Regions from separate parts of the Mus musculus genome. Here regions 1, 3, 4, 5, 6 and 7 are each linked to region 2. A link is a contact called in public ChIA-PET, HiChIP or PLAC-seq and promoter capture Hi-C data. All regions are on one chromosome and are shown on one strand. The core of a region is the stretch at or near the end of the contact, and the rest is flanking DNA. Distances in the headings are between cores, read along the strand shown. Region 1 overlaps Akt3 (thymoma viral proto-oncogene 3). Region 2 holds the start of Adss (adenylosuccinate synthetase, non muscle). Region 3 overlaps Sdccag8 (serologically defined colon cancer antigen 8). Region 4 overlaps Sdccag8 (serologically defined colon cancer antigen 8). Region 5 overlaps Akt3 (thymoma viral proto-oncogene 3). Region 6 overlaps Sdccag8 (serologically defined colon cancer antigen 8). Region 7 overlaps Sdccag8 (serologically defined colon cancer antigen 8).

Region 1 (3,632 bases), core at 844-3,343, 660 kb before region 2:
CATAGGATAGCACATGAGATTAGATTCCTATTTCCCCATAGAAAATTAAAGACCCTGATTAGTAACAGTAAATAAACTTAAATTATTAAGATATAATCATGATACTGATGTTTAAGTTACCAGTAGCGACTCCTAGTTGATGTCTTACAGATTTAAAAAGATACCCAACCTTTGCAAACTAGGTTTGATGGGGTTTTTTTGAATTTTTTTTTAAATACTCTACTTCATAATTCTCTCAGTGGCCAGGCATGGTGGCACACACCTGCAGATCATACCCTGGAGGCTGAGGCAGGATTGTGTGTTTGATTCCATTCTGAGTTACATTACAATGTAATGTGATGGCTTGGAGCAAGACTCTGGGGCACAAAGCTTATATGTGAATCATGATTATGCCACTGCTTAACTAAAGGAACTTGCCCTCCTCCACACCCCAACTAGAAAATGAGAATTATCATAGTGCCTACACAAATTATGTACGGACACAATATAGAAGCTCTTAAAAATTCTGCATGGCATAATATTAGGTACTAGATTTTGTTATTAAATGGAACCATTGCTAATTAATGCAATTTATAATCAACATTGTACTTATCTAGGAATATTTATATAATTAGAAAACAATAAATGTGTATCATAAATCAAAAACAGTCTTTTAAGCTGGAGAGAGGCCTTTGAAACTTTTCTTTTTAATATTTATTTGTATTATTTTAATACATATGTGGAGAGGGCACTACATAGTTATTGCAGGTACGCCCAGAGTCTAGAAGAGAGTTTAGGTTCCCTGGAGTGAAAAACAAAAGTTGTGAACATCATGACATGGGTGCTGGAAACCACACTTGAGTCCTTTGAAGAGCAGTACTTGCTTTTCACCACAGTACTCCGCTCTCTGTAGCCTGGAAATACTTGTTTTTACTAAAGAAATGTAAAAATTATGCAATATCTAAATACAGCATTAGTTAAAATCATATGCTATCTTTAAGACAAATATAAAGGTACAGAAAAGTAAACAGAAGTCTCAGAGCTTTTAGAACTTCTTTTCTTCTATTGATGGGATGTCCGTGTACTGTCCAGATTCATCTGGAACTGAGCTCAAGTAATCCCTTAGGCTTTAGCCCCCCCAGGCACTAGTCACATCTCACCTAGTTTATGAACAATTATTATGAATTTAAGAATTTCTAGGAGCTGAGGAGATGGCTCTGCAAGCAAAAGCACTTGTTCTGCAAACCTGACCATCAGAGTCAGATCCAAAGAACCCACAAAAAATGCTAGCCTGTGATCCCAATACAGGCAAGGCAAAGACAGTAGATCCCTGGAATGATATGGCTAAGCCAGTACAATGTAAGGCTCTGGGTTCAAGTGAAAAATCCTGCCTCAGTAAATAAGGTGGACAGCGATAAATGAAGGCACCTGACTTCAACCTTTGCCTCCACACTCATATGCACATAATGTATGTTCACCTGCATACATCTGTGCCCATATTCATACACACTCATATGCACATAATGTATGTTCACCTGCATACATGTGTGCCCATATTCATACACACTCATATGCACATAATGTATGTTCACCTGCATACATGTGTGCCCATATTCATACACACTCATATGCACATAATGTATGTTCACCTGCATACATGTGTGCCCATATTCATACTTGTGCACTTGAGGCTGGAGGGATGATGGCTCAGTGGTTAAGAGTGCTGACTGTTCTTCCAAAGAACCCAGGTTCAGATCCCAACACTTTGCAGTACCTCACAACTAAACTCCACTTTTAGACAATTTAATGCCCTCTTTTGACCTCTGTACTTGAGATGGACAGACATACATGCAGACAAAGCACCAAAACACAGAAAATAAAGTCTTAAAACTTTTTAAATAATTTAGTGTTGAAATACATACAAGTACTTAAAATATAAATGGATTATGCAGGTATAATCCAACCCTCATAAAATATTAATTCTAGAAAAGAAGTGGAAGTTTCTGGATATGTCAAGTAATACAGACTCAAACCGTGTCTTGCTGATACAGACTCACATGGTGAGGTCGACTCACGTGGTGTATTGCTGAGGCAAGACCCATGGGAGGACATGTGATGTTTGGAGAAAGTATAAATAGGAGACAACAGACACGATGTGTCAGAGGCCTGGCAGTTTCTGTTAGATCTAGCCACCTCTGATTCCTGTTTGCTATCCTGACATTACTGGACTGGACTACTGGTGTCCTGACTAACAGAGATTGGAATAGCCCCACGCAACGTCTTCTAAACAGGTTCATATCCCCTTGTCCTATTTACCATCTTTTCTCCCCTACCTTTGGACAGTGGGCTAGAAGGAGGCGGTGGGTGAGGGGACGTCAAAGTATTTGAGAACCTTTATTAAAAGTAAGTTTTAAGAAATATAAGCCTACATAGTAAGAAGTGTGAGGAATGAAATATCGAATCTGAAGAGGTGAGAAAATTTTAGGGATATATAAACCTGAACACTGGCACATATCTGCAGTCCCAGATATTCAGGAGGCGGAAGAAAGAGGATCCCTTGATTCCAGAACCTTGAAATCAGCTTGGACATAACAGTTTAGGATACAGACATACGCAAAATCTAGTTTTCTAAATAAAATTGTCTTTACTCACTTCTGATGAACGATGGTTGTATCATTTTCCTTTATTGATTCCTTCAAATAAGTAATGTCCTTTAACTAATCAGTGCTGAACTAGGGTATCAACGCAATGTCCTTAACCATATTATGTAATACAACATCTGTGACTCTCTGTCATTTCCAAATACCTATACATGCTCCTAGAGAAAGGGTAGTAATTACTATTTGTTGTCTGTGGCATATTCAATACACAATCTTTCAACATTTCAAGATTCTGTTGCTTCTCTGTAGATTCTAAAATGAGGAGGGACTGCCTGCTCTCCTCTTTCAGAGGTCAGTCTAATCCTGGACTGACAATATTACCAATGCAACTGGCGACACAGAAGTTGTTTACAATTTTGGTAAACCTGCAATGTATGATCAAGATGCCTTAAAAGCTTTCCAGATGTACCCACATTTCTGCTTTTCCATATGTTCCTTCATGATTATTTTGAGAAATATATTATAGTCAAGAAATTTTCCTTCCACTGCATAATGCATGAACTTGTCGTTTAAGTATAGTTTTCATGCCTGCTTCCTAAGGAAGGTTAGACTCCATGAAGAAATTAAAAAAAAAACAACCTATGCACCAAATACTGTAAAGCAGTGTTTCTCAACCTGTGGGTTGTGACCCTTGTGGGTGAGGATGAACAACCCTTTCACATGGATCTCTGAAGGCCATCAGAAAACACAGATATTTAAATTATGATTCATAACAGTAACAAAACTAGTTATGAAGTACCAATAAAAATAATTTTGTGGTTGGAGGCCACCACAATATGTGGAACTATAGTAAAGGCTGCATTACTTAGAATGTTAAGGCTACTGTTGTAAGATGTTAGAAGGGCAACTTTAACTTCTCTAAGGAAGTGCATTATCAGCATTTTATTTAAAATGTTCCATAATCGTTAACAATTACCACCTTACCTTTAAGCATTCTGGTATTTGTTTAATGATACCCAGCTTATTAAACCCTGAAACCTATGGTTTTCAGGC
Region 2 (3,335 bases), core at 321-2,820:
ATCCTTCTGCCCCGCAAGAGTTTAGGCGCTTTGCTAAATCTTCAGCCCAGCTACCAGATCTGATTTTAAAAGTGAAAGGTGAAGGCTGGGCTTTGGATCACCTCCTAGGCGAGTCAGATTCCAGGCCAACACCTGTGAGAGCACCATTAAATATGCATGTTGCCAGACAAGCTGCTGGAAGAGAAAGAACCTGTGAAAGAACCCTGTGAATTGAAGAATGGTGGTAAAGCGGCAGTTGGAGCAATAGGGCTCCACACACAGTAAAAAGATGACCCAAGTCAAAGCACCTGGCCTTTTACAGGCCGGTTTCTTCATACGTTTCAATTTTAGGTAAAAAAGCTTTCCACGATTAGCCTAGACCACAAGGCACCCCCACACAAAACCATGTACCTTCAGGGAGAAAAAAATTCTTACAATCTAAATACGCCACCATTAACTTCCAACACTGCACCTTGTTTTGAATGTGGGAACTGCTCATTTATTTTGAATTCTGAAACGGGGATGATAGTTTTCTGAGAGCCTTTTTCAAAGGCCTACCCTCTAGGCTGCTTCAAAGCAAATGACTAATAAGAAAAAAAAAAAAAAAAAAAAAAAAAACTAACACTAAAACCCACGTGTCTCCGGGTAGGAAACACTGGATTTCCTGAAAGTCAACTTTTTATATTACCGAAGCATTGTAAACATTTCTAAATTATCCGACTTGAAATCTCCGTATTTAGTTGCCTCACACTCACTTTTCAACTTACTGGGGATTCCTTAAGGACCGGTGAGTAATAAAAACAGATCTCCCCTTAATAGTAGTCTATGAAATACGAGTTAAAAACAAAAAACAAACAAAAGCACCGGAGGGCCCCAAACAGTCTCATCGCCCCGTAGCGGATTCTGCTATCAACAAAGTGGACCGATGGAGGCGAGGTTCTGCGTGCCTAAGCCTGTAGGTAATGCAGTGCTGAATCTCGATTTCAGGGAAATTGGGGAAAAGGACCCTTCCTAGTCCGCGCCGGCGGGTGGGCCTGGCCGGGTCTAGCCAGAGTCCCGAGCAGGCCTCGGGCGGAAGCTCCCTCAACTCTGCCCGCGGCGCACCGCCAGCCCAGTCCCCAGACCCCGAAATGCAGCTCCAACATCGCGCATCTTCCAGGTTCCTCCAGAGTCACCCGGAGCGTCACCGGAGACTCCAGGGCAGGGGTTCCCCGCAGCTCCCAGCCCGAGGGACGCACCTCAAGGTGACACCTCACCGCGCCGGCCGTCCCAGAAAGGGCCCGGCTTCCCTCACCTGGCAGCGGCACACGATGTCGGCGTCCTGCGCCAGTAGATCCACCACCTTCCCTTTGCCCTCGTCGCCCCACTGCGCTCCCAGCACCACAGTCACCCGGTTCCCTCCGGACCGCGCCCTGGGGCGGCCACAGTCGCCGTTGGGCAGGGAGGTGGCCGCCGGGCTGCTCTCGGAGATCGACATGGCTCCCGGCAGGGCAGAAGAGCCTTAAGGAGACGGGGCAGGAGAACGGAACGTGAACCCAACTGCTGCGCCGCCACCAGCCACATGCGGAGGAAGAAGGAGCCAGAGGCCGGCCCCGCCCCCGCCCCGAGGGCCGCCACCCTCTCTCCAGGCCCCGCCCCGCGCTCCGCCGCCCGCCCGCTCAGGGCGGGACCACACTTGGCGCAGGCCGAAGCCTCTGCGCGGCCCGCAGGCGCCACGGCCTCAACTGCCGCCACCCCAGGGCGGAGGCCACACCCCATCCCCGGCTTGGCGCGCTGCTCCGGGGAGAACCGCGCGAGAGCGGAGGCCAGGGGGCGGGGCTAACGGAGAGTTCCGCCCTCTGTGCCCGCCCACCAGCCTCTGGCCTTTCAAACTCGCGGTAGGGAAGGGGGTGAAAGAGTGTGGAACTACAATTCCCAGCATGCAATGCTCTGTGAGATGGCCAAGGCATGGCACCACAGTGTCAGGGTTGGCTGGTTTCGGTCTCTAAAAGCCAATTTGGTTTTCTGTGTCTAAACACTTGGGTATCTTAAAGAATGAAATACCCTTACAAAATGTAAACTGGGATTTAAAAATATGTGGAGGCTGGAGTGGAGCCGAATAAATTTAGAACTGAAAAGGGACTAAAAGTGCAAACTAAAAGCAGTAAAAATGAAATCTAGAGATAGCATCCTAACTCTTCCCATTTTTACAGTATCTGGGGCACAAAGATGAGTCAATTGCCTATGTCATATCCGAATGTACCTGGGTTATTTGATCCCCACAACCTTAAAGTTTACAATATTTTGTAAAATACGTTCGTTCTACAAAACAATTTCTCTTCTCCCATTTTTTCTCTGTTGAAGTGTTGGAGATCAAATTCAGAACCTTGTAATTTGATGCGAATACTGTACCACTGAGTTATTCGCCCCCCAGACCTTCGAACTCTTAAATAGCTTATCAGTTCCTCTCATGGGCGTTAAAATGGTACTTTGGACAGTTTGCAGATTGAGTAAGCCTAGGTGCTTCTCAGTGTTTTAATTGTAACTGATTACAGAGTGTGCCTATTGTCTATCTAATGTGGGTTTATCTATGTATTTATTTACTTATTTATATTATTTGTGTGTGAGAGGTCACATACCATGTTGTGTGTCTGTCTGTCTGTCTGAAGGCCAGCAGAGGGCCTCAGATCCCTGGGAGTCAGAGCAACAGGTGGTCGTGAGACATCTGAAAATACAGCTGTTCTCAACCTATGAGTTGAGACCCCCTTAGGGAGTCAATCAACCCTTTCACAGGGACTGCATATCAGATGTCATATCTGTTAGGTATTTACATTATGATTCACAACAATAGCAAAATTACAGTTATAAAATAGCAGTGAAGTAATTGTATAGTTGGGGGATGGGGCAACCACAACCTGAGGAACTGTATTAAAGGGTCACAGCATTAGGAAAGTTGAGAACCACTGAGACAACAGGTGCTAAAGAGGGAATCCAGATGCTCTGGAAGAGCAGCACGTGCTCCTAACTACTGAGCTGCCTCTCCAGCCCTGATCTAATGTTCTCACTGCAACCCAAACTGTGACATTAAATTTTGGTAAAGGAAATAATTGCTTTGAAAAAAGACTAATAATAAAGAATGTAGCTCATTGCTTGCTAGCACATGTAAGACCTAGGATTTAATACTCACCATTACAAACAAATCCATATGGCATAGAATCATATCCTGTGTGCTGTCTCCCAGTGTCCTGATCACCGAGCATCTATAAAGTCCAGTTTTACATTGCATAGTTCTCCTACTCATATACTAATCAGACCAGTCTCTGCTTGAATTCTATGGTGGGCAGGGTTTCAGGTGTGATTATAATAGGAGTACTTAC
Region 3 (3,469 bases), core at 637-3,136, 920 kb before region 2:
CAACTATCTGCGTATTTATTCTAAACACGGAGCACTCTTAGTATTCTTAACAGATTTATCTCCATATAAATAAGTACTATATTAGTTTTGTTAGCTTGCTACTAAAATTGGCTACTGCTCTTTGGGTCCAGATGACCTATAATTACAGGTTTATGATACGAATAATCATGAACTTGAGTTCTTAAATTACAGAAATTAAATGAAACTCTATTTGCCCTGTTTATTTTCCTGGACCTTTAATTATTCGTTCAGATTGTAATATGCACAAAGATACTTTGTAGTTTGTTATTAGCAAAGCTCTGTGCCAAGGAAGTTTTCAGACAACCTTTAATGTTTGAGACATAACTGTAAATCACATACACAGTTCTCTGTGATTTTCAGGAAAAGTCACTTAGTTGATCATTCTAACTTAGTATCTTCAGGGCTTCTTATTTTCATGTGGGTCAAGTATGCTATTTATGTAATTCAAGTGCAGACACCTGATGACTGTAAAGCTCTTACTTAACTGTAAGCTTTTGTTCAGTATTGACAATGTAAGAGTTTTTATTACCACATGTTAATTATATACAATAATGGGCCTCATCAGTGTGTTTTCATGCGTGTATATAACATATTTTGATGACATTTATCCCCATTAATGTCTCTGATTCCCCTGTTTTTTTTTTTTTGATATATGAACTAGTGAGTTTATTGGGCTTATTTATAGGGCACCAGTTTAGTGTTTCATGTATAGAAGAGTCCACGTGCTGGGGGCAGTGATGGAGCTCAAGCATCTCGCTCTGTCTCCACAGACACAGTGCCCAGGGCTGCATTCCTTCACTTTCAGTGTTAACTAACAAGTTAGCACTGAAAAGTTGGAAGCACTGAACACAGCTCAACCATTAAGCCTAAGGACTGGAAAATGTTTCTAATTCCAAGGAGAAATAAGGAGGACTTGGTGCTATCTACAGACTCCCTCAGAAAAGCCATTTATCCTAATTATTCATCCATATACTCTTGGAACATTTGGTGCCTTTTAATGAACATGTCCTTGAGGAACTTCTAGTCAAAAACCAAAGAGACAGCTAAACACAATGACCGGGTGTGATCAAGCGCCACGCCAGCGGTGTACAGAGGTGGAGGGTGATGAGGTGGATACTCAGAGCGTGCTGCAGGATTCCATGTCAGTGCAACTGTGAGAATACGGCCAGGGGCCAGGGTGGCGTGGATAGCAACAGTGAGAACAGACACAGGCACAGAGCAGGCAGGGAGTTCCCATGCACAGCAGCTAAGTAGCAGCCCCCTGTGTGAAAGACCCCAGCCGGCTATGTGCTGGGCACTGGCCTCAAGGAGGGATTCCTGGAAGACGGAGATAATTGCACATCTACCAGGGCTGATTCCTGATAGGACTGAGGAACACTCATTAATGGAGGCTACATGGGCAGTGCCAACAGAGGAACTGCAGAGAACTCCCTTGTTGACTGGGGAAGGGTCCCTCTTCCTCGCCTCCCTCTCCCTCTCCACCTCCCCTCCCTCTCTTTCTTATCCCTCTCCCTCTCTCTCCTCCCTCTCCCTCCTCTCCTCCTTCCTCTCCCCTTCTCTCCCCCTCTTCCCCTCTCTCTTCTTCCTCTCTGTCTCTTCCCTCTTCCTCTCTCTCCCCTCTCTCTTCTTCTTCTCCCTCTCCTCCCTCTCCTCCCTCTTCCTCTCTCCTCCCTCTCCCTCCCTCTCTCCTCCCTCTCCCTGTCCTCCCCCTCATTCTTTCTAATGGTTAATGATCATGTGGGAAAGGACCCAAGAGTTTCTGGTCCCCATTCTCCCTTTGAAAGGACTCCATTGAAGTCTGTACTGTAACATATTTGCTATCTCAGGGTTTCAAACAACCTTTAGACTTCATTGTTGACACCTTTCACTATTGGTTAGAGGCCAGGGAATGAATAGGAAGGAAAGAGGCATTCCAGGTTATGAGGTGAGCTGAGAAGGTAGAGAAGTGGATCTCTCCAGCCCACAGAGAAAGAGTGTTGAGCCCAGTAGCTGGTAGACAACAAACTAATGAAATAACTTCTTAATTTTCATATTCTCAATACTGTTGCTGAGACTCTTTGTTTCCTCTCACAGATGTTGATCCTGTCTCAGAATATTGCCAAGCTGGAGGCCCAGGTTGAAAAGGTCACCAGGGAGAAGACTGCAGCTGTCAGTCACTTAGAGGAAATTCAGAACCACGTTGCGTCTCAGGAAATGGACGTCACAAAGGTCCGAGAAAGTTTTGCTTTAATAATTGGCTTAAGTACATGTTTTCTTTGAAAACATTTTTCTTTTAAATTTATTTATTATTTTTATTATTGTGTGTGTGTTATGTGTATGTGTGTGGTGTTGATATGTGTATGTATGTATTGTATATGTATGTGGTGTGGTGTGTGTGTTATGTGTGTATGTGGTGTGTGTGTGTTACGTGTGTATGTAGTGTATGTGTGAGTGTGTGTGTGTTATGTGTGCATGTGTGTGTGTACTGTGTGCATGTGTGTGTGTTCTGTGTGCATGTTGTGTGATGTGCATGTGTGTGCTGTATTCAGGCACACGGGAGCACGCATGCTCGTGCACACACACACACACACACACACACACACACACACACACACACACCGTGGTACTCCTATGGAGGTCAGAGTCAATTTTCTCTTTCCACTGTGAGATCTACCTCTGGTTTCAGACCCTCTGAGCAATCTCATTGCATTGAAACCATTTTTCTTTTCTTTTTCTTTTTTTTTTTTTTTCTTTGCTTTTATTTTTCCCCTCTGTGTAGACTTGGCTCTCCTGGGACTCAGAAATCCAGCCTTGCTCTGCCTCTCAAGTGCTGAGATTAATGGTGTGGGCCACTGAAACTACTTTTCTTATTATCCAAAGCTCCATATGTCATTAGAAAGAAGTTTAGAATACAAAGTCTTTTTATTTTAAGAATAGTAAATGTTACTTTAGTGAGTCTGTCAACGGCCATTACTATAATCGCCTCTTCCTCTCCTCTTATTTTATGGTACTGAAAATCCAAAGCTAATTTGTAGCAAAAAATCAATTGGCAAAGACAGACTTGTGAATAGTTCTATTTAATTGTTGAATTTTTAACAAAACTTACCTGTCTAAGTTAGCAAGGAGTGATTCTTTTTCTGTAGATAGTATGAGCCCGGTCTTTCCAATAATTGCTTAAGGCATGCTGAAAGGTTTGTTTGATATAAGAAGTTTCCTCCTCTCTCTTCTGTTTCATATCTACTTTTAAAATCAACATTTTCTATTAAATTCTTAATTTCATCTTATATTTGGCATATTCTTATTTTATTGATTAAGTTATATATTCGTGCCTTGGGCCTCTCTGACCAGTGAAGTGAGAACTAAAACATATAGTGGTTTTAATTGATTTATTTTAAGAAATACTAGTTTGTCTGGATTTCAAGTAAGTCCCTTGACCAGTAAGAAAGCAAATATTTCCAAACATCATATA
Region 4 (3,276 bases), core at 225-2,724, 800 kb before region 2:
TCTGTGGAGGCCATAGTGAGCACATGAGAGCATACCCTCCCACTGTTGTAGGTCTTCCAGTCTCTACCAGTGAAGTCACTGCACTGTTAGGCCATACCTGCCATTCCCTGGCTCATCTGAGAGCTCAGATGCTATTTTATAGTTCAGAATAAGCATAAACTGAGCGCTGAGACCTAGGGTACTGGCAGTACATGGCCATCGCAAGGCAAGCATTGTGCTCTGTTGCTGAGAAGAGGACTTTGTACATGCAGTAAAATCGCCAGTGGCTGGAAAAGTTAGTTCATAGCTAACTCTGAGGCTCAGATGTGACAAAAGTTGGCTTATAGAAGGTCGAATGGCTGAGAACAACCAAGGAAGCAGTGGGTTGACCTGAGAGAAGCATTCAGCAAATCTTCATTAACCTTTGAGAGCTCTGAGAGTGACTGGTGAGTCAGCTCCTGGCCTTTCTGAGCCCTGTGGGAACAGAGCATACCGAATATTGATGCCTTGCCTATCATGTCTGACCCCAGCTGGACGCCCTCCCCACACACAGAACCAAGGAAAGGGTAGAATTGACATAGTGAGCTGACCACTTGGATCAGCACATAAAGCTATTCACCGTGCAAGCCTGGTGCTCTGAGTTCGATACCCATCAAGGTAGAAGGAGAGAACCAACTCCATAAAGTTGTTTTCTGAATTTTCACATATATTACACACGCATGCATGCATGCATGCATGCAGACAGACAGACACACACACAGACACAGGTGCACACACATATCATACTCATATGTACACATGCACATTAAAATAATAAAAACATGAAAAACCAGAGCCATGTGAGGTGTGTGTCTAGCACAGCTTCCCTCAGAACATGGAACAGCCACAGTGCGTTCTTCTTTGTCTGTTGTAGCAACACACAGCCTCCTGCAGAAAGAAGGTGGAAGCCAGGTCCTGTGTAACTAGGTTGGAGTAGCAGAAAGGCGGTTAGAGATGGCATGTGTCTGCAGACTGGCATGGTTTCTGGCTTTGTTCTTGTTAAATGGGGTCATCTAGAAATCCTGTGGAGATTCTTAACAAGGACATCTTAAATAACTATTGGTGTTTGTGTTGTAAATTGTGCTCTTACACACTTGAGCACGCCAGCTTCTCTCTTTTTTTTCCTCCCCAAGCCCATTTTTTGCTAACACATTGAAGGTTAGGATATTCTTACTCTGTCTTGTGAATTTGGGATTCATTGGGGGCCTGTATCTGTGAAAAGCCTAATTCTGATTGTTATTCGCCAATTAGAAGAAACTGTCAATCGGATCCCATTTTCTTTCCAAGTGTACACAGCCTGGAATTTGTCAGCCTCTGAGTTTCTTGAAACAATGCAATTAAACTGTAACATATTTCCTAACATTCTTAATTAAGACAGTGACTGGAAAATGTAGATTAACAGAAGTTCCTGTTTTTATCAACATATTTTCTGTCTTTCCACCGCCCTCACATGCCCCTCCCCCCAGCGTCTTACTTTCCCTGTCTGATGTCAGTTTCGGCCACGTGTACATTATGAGCATGGCGCTGAAGAAACCAAGTACAAAATTCTCTTTTCATTCCGAGCTGCCCGCCCCGCACCACACGCACTGTCTGTTACATGTCGCTTCTTAGGAGGCTCAGCTGCGAGTTTCTTTCTAAACGCAAAATGTTTCTGAAGGAAGGAGTTCAGGTTGGGCAGATTGTGCTAGAGAAATCTCACTGTCTCTGAGGGGAACTGATACGCTGGCTGATTGTTCTGTGCAGGCTCAAACTGGCGCTGTCTGCAAAGTTCAAGAGTGTCTGGAAACTGAAATATGAGGGCAGCTCAGGAGATCGAGCAGACAAAGCATTTGGAGGGGAATTTCTAAGTAGGGCTTACAAGTGAAACTCTAAAGTGTAACTTTGTAGAGGGGCAAAAATCAAGAATGAAGGCCTGGGCATAAAGCATGCCCACTGGAAATATTTTCAAGGACTCACGGGTACAGTTTTCCAGGGCACATTTGAGGGTTGATCGGAAAACCCGCTGGGGGGGGGGGTCATCCAGCACCTTTTGATTGTCACCTCTTTGAGTGAGTTCTTAAGTCTTGCCAGTTTCAATTAAGTCACAAGAGAAGCTTAATTACTTCATAGAAATTAAAACGAGCGGTAATATTTCTTTGGCCTCTCTATTAGCCAAGATTTTTTTCTCTTTAATTAAAAATTGGGTCGTCCATGATCATCAACAAACAATGATTCACTTATTTGTTTACCAATAAGGAATTAGAATTAAAGACAGCAAATACAAACCCACAGCACCTCTTGCATCGCCGGGAAATCAACCTGTTTTTCACATTGCTTCTCAGGAGAATGAAATTGGGCCGCGAGCATGGAGTTAATGAAGCTTTCACCCATCTCCTCCCTCAACTGCCAGCTCGCTTTAATCCCCTCCTTCTGCCAAAGTCCAGAGGCCCCGGGAGCCCCTGTGGAGCCTCCCTAGCCAGATGCTAGGCACCCAGCCGGCCCCTGCAGGTGCCGGCCCTCTCATGGTGGGCAGGGGGTGCTGGCCAAGCCACCGGTATCCAGAGGCGGAACAGGCGGGCGCGCCCCCGTGGCCCATGCGGAGCCCTGTGGCTGGCTGCACCTGCAGGAGGACAATTGCCCAGCACGGGGTGGCCAGCCGCACTGGAGGCTGTCGCTGTTGTCTGGGCGGGGTGCGGCCTGGGTTCAGAGCAGGCGGTGCAGGATCTAAGTGCACAGCTGCTCCTCTTCTCTGAAAACTAAGACAGAAGCAGTTTGTTGGCAGCATCCAGAGGGAGAAATCAAAGTCTACCTTTGGTTTGGCTGAAAATGATCTCCAAGGGTGAGTTAGTGTATTCTCGGGGTCAGGGAGTACGCATAGTCCCTGACCATTACCTCTCAAAATGGTGCCGGGCAGCCAGTGAGGAGTGGCCGGCCGGGTGAGAAGGCGCCGTGCACGGCCTGTACAGCGGTGTTGCCTTCCTGTCCTGATCTGCTGTCAGGACCCTTGTGTCTCTGCCCACACCAAACAAGGAAATGGCAGGTAGGGGGACATGCTTAGCGATTAGCACAACCCAGAACTTTTGTTTTGAAAATGCAGCTCCTTTGGCCTCTGTCTCCTAGGACTGGGTACAAGGCCCTTTATCTTCTGCCCATCATTCAGTGCAGGGGAGCCTTACAAAATTAGAGCGCAAAGCCCCTAGGCCCCTCTGAGACCATCACGGTCACACTTGGTGGTAGGCGGATTTCTGAGTTCGAGGCCAGCCTGGTCTACAGAGTGAG
Region 5 (3,358 bases), core at 160-2,659, 750 kb before region 2:
TCATTCAAGTTTACTGAGGTAAATTTCTAAGGTGTAGAGAACCTTAGAGACAGCTTACCTTTTTGTCATATACATCTTGCCAGTTTACTCCAGAAAAAAAACTATGCCTCATGATTTCTTTTGCATCATCTGGCCCTCCACCAAGGCTGTAAGGATAAGAAAAAACATTAAACAAGTATAAAACATTTATATAAGTTATATAAGTCAAACAATAAGTTTTATGTAGGTAAAATTTAGTGTGTTTAAATAATTTTTGAAATGCATAGCCATGAAAATAAAAATTAAATAATGCTACTACGTAATACTACCCTTAGACGAAGGTAAGAGACAAAGGCTTTAGAGAGAGGCCTGAAGAGGCAAGGGACTTTGGCCTTTGAGAGAGGGACTGGGTAAGCAACAGGCGAGCAGCTCCAACTGCATGGTAGACACTGCACCCCTTTGTGGGCGCCAAGATTTAATACATGGCAGCACCACGTATAAGCAAGGGGTGCTTCTACCACTGCTCCTTTTTTAGTCAGTGAAAATGTTCTTTTGTTAATGTAAATTCTGAAGTAAATAAATGGTTAGAAAATGATCTGAGTCTAGTGTAGTTATTCACAATACTGGGGAGGTCGAGGCAGGCACATATCTGAGTTTGAAGGCAGCCTGGTCTACACAGTAAGTTCAAAGACAACCTGGTCTACAAAGTGAGTTCCAGAACAGCCAGGGCTACAGAAAAAGACCAAGACCATGAGTGTCCCACAAAGAAAAACAATAAAACTCTCTCTGACATCACCATCCCATATAAAAATCTCACAGGTTGTATTTGTATTTCAAAAGAATGATACAGAAACAGTATTATTATCTATGAAATATCCTCATAGTCCAATTTACTATACAATTCAGAATATAAAACTAAAAGTTAAAATTACACCCTAAGTTAAAAGTTGTTTTTATCTAAACAATGTGACTTGATAAGAAAAAACAAGTGTTTTCTGGCTTCTATGGTTCAATTTAGTATATATTTATTTAAAAGAAAATACATATGAAAAATAAGAATGGAAGGAGGGTAACAAAAAAAGAGAAAAAAATGAAGGAACACACTGAAATTGGATCTAACACAGGGAATTTTCTTTGGACTTAGTCATGCATAGGTGCATATACATGATTGAGCTTATTATAGTTTTTACTTTTATAAGGGATGTAAAGTATAATATATACAAAAAGTATAGAATGTTTATATTATTAATCAGATACAAAATTCTCACAGTAAACATTAATGTATGCTCAATTCCAAATTCAACTATAAATGACTATGATTACTAATTAGTTGTGGAATGTTTGTTTTGTTTCTGTTAAGGCAGAGAAGAAAATGACCTGAGAAACAGCAACAGTGAGCACTGACTGCTGAGAGACTTTGTACAGTGAACACCACCTTACCTACCTCGCTGCTTTTGCAATGCCACAGAAACCAAAAGCTCTTCAAATGAGTTTACACTATTAACCTTTCCCCCACATTTATTTTCTTTCTTTTTTCTTTCTCTTTCTTTCCTTCCTTTCTTTTTTTTCCGAGACAAGGTTTCTGTGTATAGCCCTGGCTGTCCTCAAACTCAGAAATCCGCCTGCCTCTGCCTCCCAAGTGCTAGGATTAAAGGTGTGCGCCACCACTGCCCGGCTCCCCCTACATTTTCTTAATTCTAAAGAATCAAAGCACCAATCAAACACTGACTTCGAGGACTGGCCAACTTTGGTAGTAGGAATGATACCCTTAAGGCCCAATTTCAAAATAACATAGTTGAAAATCAAATCACTATATATTGTTTCCACATGGACACAACTCAGAAAAACAAAATAACAATGACATGGAACAAAATCATTAGAGTGATAAAGTGTGACTTCGTACTTTGCTTTCACTATTCTTGATTTGCATAATTTGATAAAAATGAGTGACTAATAAAATGTATAGCTCAACATCTGTGGAAATTTAACAGCTAGTTCTGGTGATTTGACGCATACCAATATTAACATGTCACTAGGTAAAGAAAAAACAAAACAAATAGCTAGAGAAAGTACATAAGGACCAAATCTTTGGAATACTGGCTACCAGATGTAAGGAATTCATGTCTAAGATGGACCTAGCTCTTCCGACATAGTCAGGATGAACCCTGAAGTAATCAGTAAATACATGATTAGCTTTGGTGTTAATTGCAAGAAAGCTTTCTCTAGAATCTACACAGGATTCTTTAAATAAACTCTTAAACTCCACTCCAGAGATGGACACTAGGTTGTATAATATTGTAGCAGAGTTCATATCTGGAACCTTCAGTCTGGTGATTTTATTTAAGGTTTAACCTCTGACCCCCACACTCACTGTTCTTCCAATTATGCAGCTTTCCCCTGGTAGGCTGCCAACTCACAGGAGGGCAGAGATCAGTACTGGATCAACAGTCATTCTAAGCTTTGCTTAAGAGACAAGAAAAGCAGAAAACACCAAAATGTTTTTTTGCTGAAAAGAATTTGATATTTCAAAGTACAAATAAAACCAATATGCATAAAAATCAGAACTCTATTTTCCTACACAGTTTAGTTTATAGTTTACAATACTGTTTGCACTGGATGTATACTTGAGAGGATATATAAAGGAGAGAAGCAGCCATTCTACAAGTTTAAAAATATATATATCAATCCAGATTCAGTTATTCATTTTTGGGTAAAATCTCAGTACTTTTGCAATAGGTTGGCTTAGGATGTAGCTACCATGTTTGTCAAAATACATTATATACTGCCTGTGAACTCACGCTATGCCTGAGATTACAGTTGTAGGGTGAATTTTAGAAGCTGAAATCTATTAGCACAAGCTTCTTCAAAGTGTGAAGCTGTCAAAAATTTCAATGTCAATGGCTCCTTAATATACAACTTAAAGACTTCAAAATGATGTCAAAATATGCTCTGAACTGACTTATTTATGCTTACAATTACTAAACTCCCAACATCAGAATGCCAAATAAACCTTTAGCTTCCATGTGTTCTTAACTATGAGGAACATCACAGAAGTGCCATTTCCTATAGAGCTGCACCCACCATGAAGTGATGCTTTTTATGTAATTTGCACACAGGGATAAAAGTAAGCCATGCAGAGTAACAGAGAAAGAAATCAAGCCCAGTGATGGCTGATCCTTTGGAGGAACTCAAAGCAGTTCGGTAAAGGAAAACTTTAGGCATCACTTGAAGTAGCCTCCATCAATGAACGGAGGAAGTCACACTGTCTGCTTATGTGTTCTGGAGTCTGAGGCTGACTTTATTTGCTTCCTAGACTGTTAGGTTTCCCAGCTTTCTGTCCTGGGCCCTCCTCTTCTCACGTTTTTTCTTGCTATTTTTC
Region 6 (3,212 bases), core at 665-3,164, 960 kb before region 2:
ATATTTCCTAGAGCTGGGTTTCCTTTCTTACCTTAATATATTTGTTGTACATCAGGAATTTGATGGTGTAAATCTTCCATAATTTATTTCATGTTGAATTCCAAGTAATTAATTAATATGTGTTTCTTTAAAACGTTAATGTGTTTTGATTTCTGCTTTTTAAAGGATGAATTGTCTGGAATGAAAAATAGGGTGCAAGTAGTTGTACTTGAGAATGAAAGGCTCCAGCAAGAACTGAAATCTCAAAGACCGGAGGAGACATTGAGGGAGCAAACATTCCTGGATGCATCTGTGAGTGGTGTTTATAACCGTAATCTTTTATTTTGAATGTTTCTTCCTACCCTTTTCCCAGCTTTTCAACTTGTTCCAACCTTTTGACAAAATAGTATTTTTTTACGAAGTTCATACTCAAGAACTATGAAGTTGAGTTGTAAAGAAAAAAAACCCCACAAGCTAACTAACTCATGGTACTTTAAATAAGTCAATGATTTGGTGTTGGGCTACATTACACTGAAAGCTGTTCTGGGGTGCATATGTCCCATAATCCATAATTTGGACATACTTGTTCCATTTGGTGAGAATGCCATGCTCAGATTTGCATGGTGCTTTAATAGTTAGACTCAGCTGTGGTGGAGTGGGTCTTCAGGTGACAGAACCTGGGCCTGGAGGTCCCCGGTGTCTTCCATATGGAAGGAGGAACCAGCAAGGAGGGAATGTGTCACATAGGAGGCACTGAGCCAGTCTAGGAATGCTTCAGCATCTCACCCCGATCTGTTGACTTTCTCTGCATTTCTCTTGAGCTCTAACATCTTAGATGAGCAGCACTGTGTGGTAGGAAGAACCCTGGCCTGTGAGTCTGAGAATCAAGATTCTGTTCTGTGTCTGCACCGTTTGTTTGTCCTGGTATTTACTAAGTAGTGTGATCAGCCTTGCTCATAGTAATTAGTTCCTTTAATGGTGATTTGAGAAGCTTTACCCTTGTCAGGGTCTACAATGAGAGTTCCTGGGCTCCATCCCCTGAGAGTCCCCAAGATTTTTCTGGTCTGGTTAGATCCTAGGAATGTGAGCCTCAGGCTGCCTCTTGTCTCTAGTGTCATCGGCCCAGACTTTGAAGAATGGATCAATGCTCTTTAGACTCTCTAGAGACCGTTTAGATTCTGTAGAGTCTAAAGACCCCTGCAAGTTATACAAACTCTACCTTCCATGGGGCAGTTCTGATGTTTGTGGTTGCAGCTTACTTTGTCATAGACTTTGTGGTTTCTAGATGTAGGCATCATTAGTAAATCATATCTATGAAGAATAATATGTGAGAGTCTTGATGATGTAGTTAAGTGTCATCTGATTTTGGTTTTGTAGCTTACTTCCCCTAGACGGACCCAGCATTTCCTTTCTGGTCCTTGAGGTCTGTGTGTGTGTGTGTGTGTGTGTGTGTGTGTGTGTGTGTGTGTGTTGGCTGTTCAGAAGCATCTGGTTGTGTTGACTTTGAAAACTCATCAGTGGGCTGATGATTAGTATTCGGTTTGTTTTCTGTGCTGACATTTACATTTGTGACAAGCTACTTACTCCTTTATATAAAATTATTTTGAAGCTTTATAAGATTACTAATATTGGTGGTTAAACATTCCACCTTAGTGCTTATAATTTTGATGTCAAATTGAAAAAAAAAAGGTATCATCCAATAAAAAGTCCTTGGATATAGCTCCTTAGAAAAATAGTCCTGTGCTGTTCTTGTAAGTATATAATCATGGAGCAGTGAGTCAATTATTCATCGCCTCAATATTTATACAGTGACAAAGAAGTGGGAAGAAGAGGAAGTGAAGTGAGAGAGGAAATCAGGCAGACGAGTGAGTAAGAGGCAGGGGGCATGAGCAGGGAAGGAAGCGATGGTCGCAGCACATCTGCCTTTCAGTCTGAGCAAAGAGGATTTGCCAAAAGGAAACTACAGTCATAATCGTAGACAAGACAAGGTTCTAGGGGCTATGATGTCGATCTTACTCATTCCCGTGTAGTGAAAGGCATGCAAACCCGGGAATAACTGTAGTAGGTGTACTGGCCAGCCCTTTAGCCTCTGTGACATCACTGTTGTTGCACAGTTGTGCTTGCTGCTTGCTTGGGTAGGTAAACAGGTCTTTCTCCAGTGCTTTCTTGATACAGTGTTGAAATTAATATGAATAAAACTTTTTAGCATATCTTAAATGTTGGTGAGTTAGGAATATTATCTTCCTCAAGGAAAAATAGGCTTTTTTAGTGACTCAGATATTCATACTAAATCTCAGCAGTGCTTTAGGTTAATTTGAACTTAGATTTCCTAGTGTCACACTATCCTCTTCTGTAAAAGACTGCAATAATATATAGTAATTACCATTTGTTCTGACTGCATGGGTATGTATCAGGCACTGCATCAAGCCTGTTATTTTCCTTGTATTATTTCAGTTTCACAATAGCCATGCAAGGCAAGTGCTACTATTTGTGTTTAAGAGGAGAAAGTTAAAATATGTAGTAGTTAAGTAACTGACTCTCTGTCACAGAGCTACAAAATGGTGAAGCAAGAACTGGAGCCCAGGCTGTCTTGACCCCCTTGAATGCAGTTACCTAAGCTCATGTTTTGTTCCCTGTTTGTATAAATTAGTAAGAGATGCTTGCATTGAACCAAACCATAATGCCCAGAGGTTTCTCCCAGAAAAGAAAGAACTGTGTTCCTCAATTCTCTCTCTGCACTTGCAGGCAAGCCCCCAAGATTTGAAACTTCTGGGTGGGTTCATTACCTAGATGTTATAGAGGAATGGTAATGGTATTATTAAAACTAAAACTATTCACAGTATGCATCAATCATCTTTTAAAATCATAGTTTAACCCCCATGAAAGTTTCCTGTCAGAAAAGCGTTCTCTGTAGCTAAAAAGTATAATATAAAAAAATATGTTACTTATTAGAGATTTTTGGCACTAACTTAAAGATCTAGGATAGGACTTATAAGTAGAAAGTTTCTGGGTCAGTTTCTGTACTAATATTTCCTACAGTAAGTAAATAAGAAGTTTTCAATGGTTTTAAGGATTTAAAAAATTGGTTAAATACTATTCAAGTTTTCAAAAGTGATCTGTAGAAGACAAGCACTTATTTCTAAAGAATAATAATATTTCTATCAAGGGCCTGCAATCCGTGGTCTGTAGCCAGCTTCTCTAGAGAAATTATTACCTCATCCTGGATTGATTTC
Region 7 (3,464 bases), core at 929-3,428, 850 kb before region 2:
TTGCCATATAATTAGAAGCCAGTGAATTGAAGTTCCACAGCGGTACATAGACTGGTAGTGATAGCTTTATGAAACTGTTTATTTTTAGTTTGGCAAAGGCTAGGCAGTAAATATCTCAATTAGTAAACTAAAGCAGCATGGATGAGAAATGCCCACAAGGAGATCAGAGTTGGAAATAACTGAGTCCCTTAATTGAAGGAAACCCTCATGTTGCTTCTCATAGAGCTTGAAGAACCCACCCAGCAAGGGTTCAGATGTGGCGTGCAATGTGAGCACAGTGTCAGGGTGACACGGGCCGTGCTCCCCCTCAGCCTCAGCTTGTTAGGAAGTTCCTCTCTGGGTGGGGATGTAGCTGTGTAGGTAAAGTACCTAACCTGCACAAAGCCCTGGGGTGAGTGCCCGGCACTTCTCAACACTGGACATGATAGTGCATGTGTCTAACCCAGCACTTGGGGGTGGGGGTGGGGTAGAGTCAGGAGGATCATAAATCCAAGGTACTCCTCAGCTACGTAGCAAGTTTGAGGCCACCCTCCCTCCCTACAAGGGATCAGTCTCAATAAAATGAAACAACAAAAAGAAGTTCTCTCATAAAGAGAGCCACCAATAGGATGTTGTCCTCATGCTGCAATTCTGTCAGCATGACCCAAAAGGAAATTTCATTATGAATAGATGAGGGAAGTAGCTCCTGTTCACATTGCTGTCCATTCACGGTGTGCAGCCTGGTGTATGAAAGCACTTAATGAAAGCAGGCATGTGGTGCTGGCCTCTCAACAGCCTCTGCCGGTATATTTGAAGTTATATCTTACATCTTGGAAGAAAACCAGAAGTAGTCTACGAGGCTTAGTTTCAAAGCAAAATTTCCCAAGACTAAGAATTAAGTCATGTTCTTCCTAAAATTTCACAGTCTTAGAAAATAGCGACCATCCGGACGGTGAAAGATTGGTGATATTACAAGACAGAAAGAACAGAAAGCATGCATGCTGTGAAGATGCAGTCAGGGCTGGCAAGGGCTCCTCAGGAAAAGGTGTTTGTAAGGTGAAAGTCTAAAGGCTCCAGTCCTGTCCCCAGCCCCACTGGGCTAAAGGAAGAAGACTAGTTCCTGCGAAGTGCATCTGTGATCTTTTCACCTGCACACTGGCATGTGTGAGCGCGCACACACACACACACGCACACACACACACACACGCACGCACACGCACACACGCACACGCACACACATACACATACACACACACGCACACACACACGCACGCACACGCGCACACACGCACACGCACACACACACACGCACACACACACACACACATACACACACATACACACACACACATACACGCACACGCACACACACACACACGCACACACACGCACACACACACGCACACACACACACGCACACACACACACACACACGCACACACACACACACACACACACACACACACGCACACACACACACACACATACACACGCACACGCACACACACACACATGCAAATAAAAATTATCAGGTGATAAAATACAACTGTTTCATTGTTATGATTTTGTTTGAATTTTTAAAACGTCACCCTTGAGTCTGTCTGGACTTGTATGTATGTGCTACACAGTACAGAGAGAGTCCTTTGGATTTTCTCTCTCCTGCAAAATGGGGAGACTACAGAAAGATTAGCTACTGCTGCTTTAGTGTACTACCTGTCTGCAGTCTGTGGTCTGTGGGGGAATGATGGAGGTCTGTGCACCTGCAGATAACGTCTCTGTCTGTCTCCTCTCTGTTTTGCAGACTGGAAAAAGATAGCATTCAGCAAAGCTTTAGCAATGAAGCAAAGGCCCAAGCCCTTCAGGCCCAGCAGAGAGAACAGGAGCTGACACAGAAGATACAGCAAATGGAGACCCAGCACGACAAAACTGGTGGGTGGTAGGGAAAGATTAGAGCCTGGGCACTTGCTCACAAGCCAGGCCCACGCCTTACTGTGAAATGACATCAGGAACACCTGTAACCTTTGGCTGGCCGAAGGGAGCAGATGCTAACTGCACCGGAGATTCCGAATTACATATTAGTTAGCGTTTAAAAGAGAAAATGGGAAGTATTGCCCACTGTCTGTTGACTTGAGAGTGCTGCTCTCACATCTGTTGCACCATCTGGATTATGAGTTTATTTACCTGTGTTCAAGAAACGTAGAGCTGAGAGAGACCACAACAAAGTAGAAAAACAAAGGGCTTGCTTTTGGCTGGGTTTTCAGGCACACATGTTATATAAAGAAAATAGCATCAGAAGCTCTGCGGGAAATGCTCTGAGCTTACAGTTAGAGTCTCCTGAATAGCATTGAACAGTTCCCACAGTACACACATTATAGCTACTCTAAAAGCCTAATGAGTTTGCTTCAGCATCCAAACTGGAGAAAAGCTTTACCCATTAATCGGTTCTTAATTCACTGTCGCAGCTGGATGTAATTCAGTGGCTCCAAATTGATATGTTCCTTTATTTAATCTTTGCAGCTTCGAACATTTTTAGCATTTGTATGATTTCCCCCACCTCCCCCAATGCAGTCGAGAGTGATGCTTAATCCTCTGCATTCGTCAGCTTCTCAGAACTGCTGTTAAAATTCACTAATACAAGGCATTGACCACAGCTGGCAGCTTGGCCCAAAATCGCCATCTTTCATCACGTTGGCACTATTCTGCAGACTGAGTTGGCCAGTAACTCTTTACCTTTAATTTGAAAGTAAAATGCACTTTGAAAATAGGCAGTTTGATGTGTGCAGTCAGGGCGTTATGTAGTTCCTTTCGCTTTTGAGTTGTGTGTTCACAGACAGTGTTAGTCAAAACAAGACAGTGTCAGCCATTATAATTCTACACCACATACTCCACGCTGATTGTACCATTAAAACAAAAGTTTAATTGATCCTGTCTCTTCCACAAAAAATGTTGCTTAATTTTAGAGCCCTGATTTATTTTGCTTTGTTTGCTGTATGCTTCACCCCCCCGAACATTAGTAAAAATTGAAAAGGGAAAATTATTTACAAATGAATTTCACAGGATTTAATGCATATTATATTTAAAGATATGGTTAAAAAATGATTTCATCTATTGGTAACCTGAAGTTCTTTAATGGATTTATTTACTTATAAAGTCAGCTATCCTGATGCCTCATGTATAGAGTTTCTCCTTAGCATTTAGCCAGAAGAAATAAAAAAAATCCAAAAGATTTTGTTGATTTTTTTTTTTTTAAACTAACACAAAGAGGAATTCATCGGGGAAACTGTCCTTGGCTATTGCTGGTAGAATCCTGGACCAAGAGTTTGGGCAGGACCTGAGAGTTGGGAAAGGTTTTGACCGTTAAAATCGTCTTTAAGATCATTTATTTTGCAAATGCACACACAAATCACACCCTCTTTAGTCTCTGGCCAGACTGTTATTGAAACACACACTATGAAAGTATGGTAAGATTTCTAAGGACAGTTGTG

The links. Promoter capture Hi-C pulls out the DNA fragments that hold promoters and counts their contacts. ChIA-PET counts read pairs in DNA pulled down with a chosen protein or histone mark. HiChIP or PLAC-seq counts read pairs in DNA pulled down with a chosen protein or histone mark.
Region 1: an H3K4me3 HiChIP or PLAC-seq map of bone marrow-derived macrophages shows a contact between it and region 2, with 3 times the contacts expected there. The contact joins the enhancer-like site here to the promoter of Adss in region 2. A contact is called at or near these places in 4 of 39 promoter capture datasets (3T3-L1-derived adipocytes, the C10 cell line, HPC-7-derived erythroid cells and 1 more), 4 of 115 datasets of contacts at active chromatin or transcription factors (astrocytes, bone marrow-derived macrophages and fibro-adipogenic progenitors) and 1 of 9 other capture datasets (adipose tissue).
Region 3: a contact with region 2 is called in an H3K27ac HiChIP or PLAC-seq map of the HPC-7 cell line, with 7 times the contacts expected there. The contact joins the enhancer-like site here to the promoter of Adss in region 2. A contact is called at or near these places in 14 of 39 promoter capture datasets (the 3T3-L1 cell line, 3T3-L1-derived adipocytes, the C10 cell line and 8 more), 4 of 484 Hi-C or Micro-C datasets (bone marrow-derived macrophages, cortical neurons, forebrain and 1 more), 18 of 115 datasets of contacts at active chromatin or transcription factors (the 230-238 cell line, DN3 thymocytes, the HPC-7 cell line and 13 more) and 2 of 9 other capture datasets (adipose tissue and macrophages).
Region 4: a contact with region 2 is called in a promoter capture Hi-C map of pre-B cells, with 5 times the contacts expected there. The contact joins the enhancer-like site here to the promoter of Adss in region 2. A contact is called at or near these places in 6 of 39 promoter capture datasets (the C10 cell line, embryonic stem cells, liver and 2 more), 3 of 484 Hi-C or Micro-C datasets (the G1E-ER4 cell line, adipose-derived mesenchymal stem cells and embryonic stem cells), 5 of 115 datasets of contacts at active chromatin or transcription factors (astrocytes, bone marrow-derived macrophages, large pre-B cells and 1 more) and 2 of 9 other capture datasets (liver and macrophages).
Region 5: a contact with region 2 is called in a promoter capture Hi-C map of liver, with 3 times the contacts expected there. The contact joins the enhancer-like site here to the promoter of Adss in region 2. A contact is called at or near these places in 3 of 39 promoter capture datasets (3T3-L1-derived adipocytes and liver), 4 of 115 datasets of contacts at active chromatin or transcription factors (astrocytes, bone marrow-derived macrophages, large pre-B cells and 1 more) and 1 of 9 other capture datasets (macrophages).
Region 6: a contact with region 2 is called in an H3K4me3 HiChIP or PLAC-seq map of bone marrow-derived macrophages, with 4 times the contacts expected there. The contact joins the enhancer-like site here to the promoter of Adss in region 2. A contact is called at or near these places in 13 of 39 promoter capture datasets (the 3T3-L1 cell line, 3T3-L1-derived adipocytes, the C10 cell line and 7 more), 5 of 115 datasets of contacts at active chromatin or transcription factors (astrocytes, bone marrow-derived macrophages, embryonic midbrain and 1 more) and 3 of 9 other capture datasets (adipose tissue, liver and macrophages).
Region 7: an RNA polymerase II ChIA-PET map of memory CD8 T cells shows a contact between it and region 2, with 16 read pairs. The contact joins the enhancer-like site here to the promoter of Adss in region 2. A contact is called at or near these places in 1 of 484 Hi-C or Micro-C datasets (CD4 T cells) and 5 of 115 datasets of contacts at active chromatin or transcription factors (astrocytes, large pre-B cells, memory CD8 T cells and 2 more).

What each region holds. Positions count from the first base shown.
Region 1 is chr1:177,137,723-177,141,354 of GRCm38.p6, forward strand. The region is part of intron 1 of Akt3 (thymoma viral proto-oncogene 3); the gene reads right to left. Among named protein-coding and RNA genes, the nearest start is that of Akt3, 110 kb to the right of the region's middle. Within about 2 kb of position 2,094, at least 6 of the 459 cell types and tissues checked have an H3K27ac peak or open chromatin away from gene starts, as enhancers often do. A contact at or near this core is called in bone marrow-derived macrophages, where this site is marked.
Region 2 is chr1:177,794,939-177,798,273 of GRCm38.p6, forward strand. It overlaps Adss (adenylosuccinate synthetase, non muscle), which reads right to left and starts at 1,571. Exons shown (of 13, transcript NM_007422.3): 1 at 1,274-1,571. The coding sequence starts at 1,456.
Region 3 is chr1:176,872,470-176,875,938 of GRCm38.p6, forward strand. Sdccag8 (serologically defined colon cancer antigen 8) reads left to right here. Exons shown (of 18, transcript NM_029756.3): 11 at 2,095-2,229. Among named protein-coding and RNA genes, the nearest start is that of Sdccag8, 60 kb to the left of the region's middle. Within about 2 kb of position 1,887, at least 7 of the 459 cell types and tissues checked have an H3K27ac peak or open chromatin away from gene starts, as enhancers often do. A contact at or near this core is called in the HPC-7 cell line, where this site is marked.
Region 4 is chr1:176,995,382-176,998,657 of GRCm38.p6, forward strand. The region is part of intron 16 of Sdccag8 (serologically defined colon cancer antigen 8); the gene reads left to right. Among named protein-coding and RNA genes, the nearest start is that of Gm15423, 56 kb to the left of the region's middle. Within about 2 kb of position 1,475, at least 101 of the 459 cell types and tissues checked have an H3K27ac peak or open chromatin away from gene starts, as enhancers often do. A contact at or near this core is called in the G1E-ER4 cell line, bone marrow-derived macrophages and pre-B cells, where this site is marked.
Region 5 is chr1:177,043,717-177,047,074 of GRCm38.p6, forward strand. It overlaps Akt3 (thymoma viral proto-oncogene 3), which reads right to left. Exons shown (of 13, transcript NM_011785.4): 11 at 59-146. Among named protein-coding and RNA genes, the nearest start is that of Gm15423, 100 kb to the left of the region's middle. Within about 2 kb of position 1,410, at least 10 of the 459 cell types and tissues checked have an H3K27ac peak or open chromatin away from gene starts, as enhancers often do. A contact at or near this core is called in liver, where this site is marked.
Region 6 is chr1:176,830,892-176,834,103 of GRCm38.p6, forward strand. It overlaps Sdccag8 (serologically defined colon cancer antigen 8), which reads left to right. Exons shown (of 18, transcript NM_029756.3): 5 at 166-291. Among named protein-coding and RNA genes, the nearest start is that of Sdccag8, 18 kb to the left of the region's middle. Within about 2 kb of position 1,915, at least 77 of the 459 cell types and tissues checked have an H3K27ac peak or open chromatin away from gene starts, as enhancers often do. A contact at or near this core is called in the HPC-7 cell line, adipose tissue, bone marrow-derived macrophages and 3 more, where this site is marked.
Region 7 is chr1:176,944,328-176,947,791 of GRCm38.p6, forward strand. Sdccag8 (serologically defined colon cancer antigen 8) reads left to right here. Exons shown (of 18, transcript NM_029756.3): 14 at 1,781-1,908. Among named protein-coding and RNA genes, the nearest start is that of Gm15423, 5.1 kb to the left of the region's middle. Within about 2 kb of position 2,179, at least 65 of the 459 cell types and tissues checked have an H3K27ac peak or open chromatin away from gene starts, as enhancers often do. A contact at or near this core is called in memory CD8 T cells and thymic regulatory T cells, where this site is marked.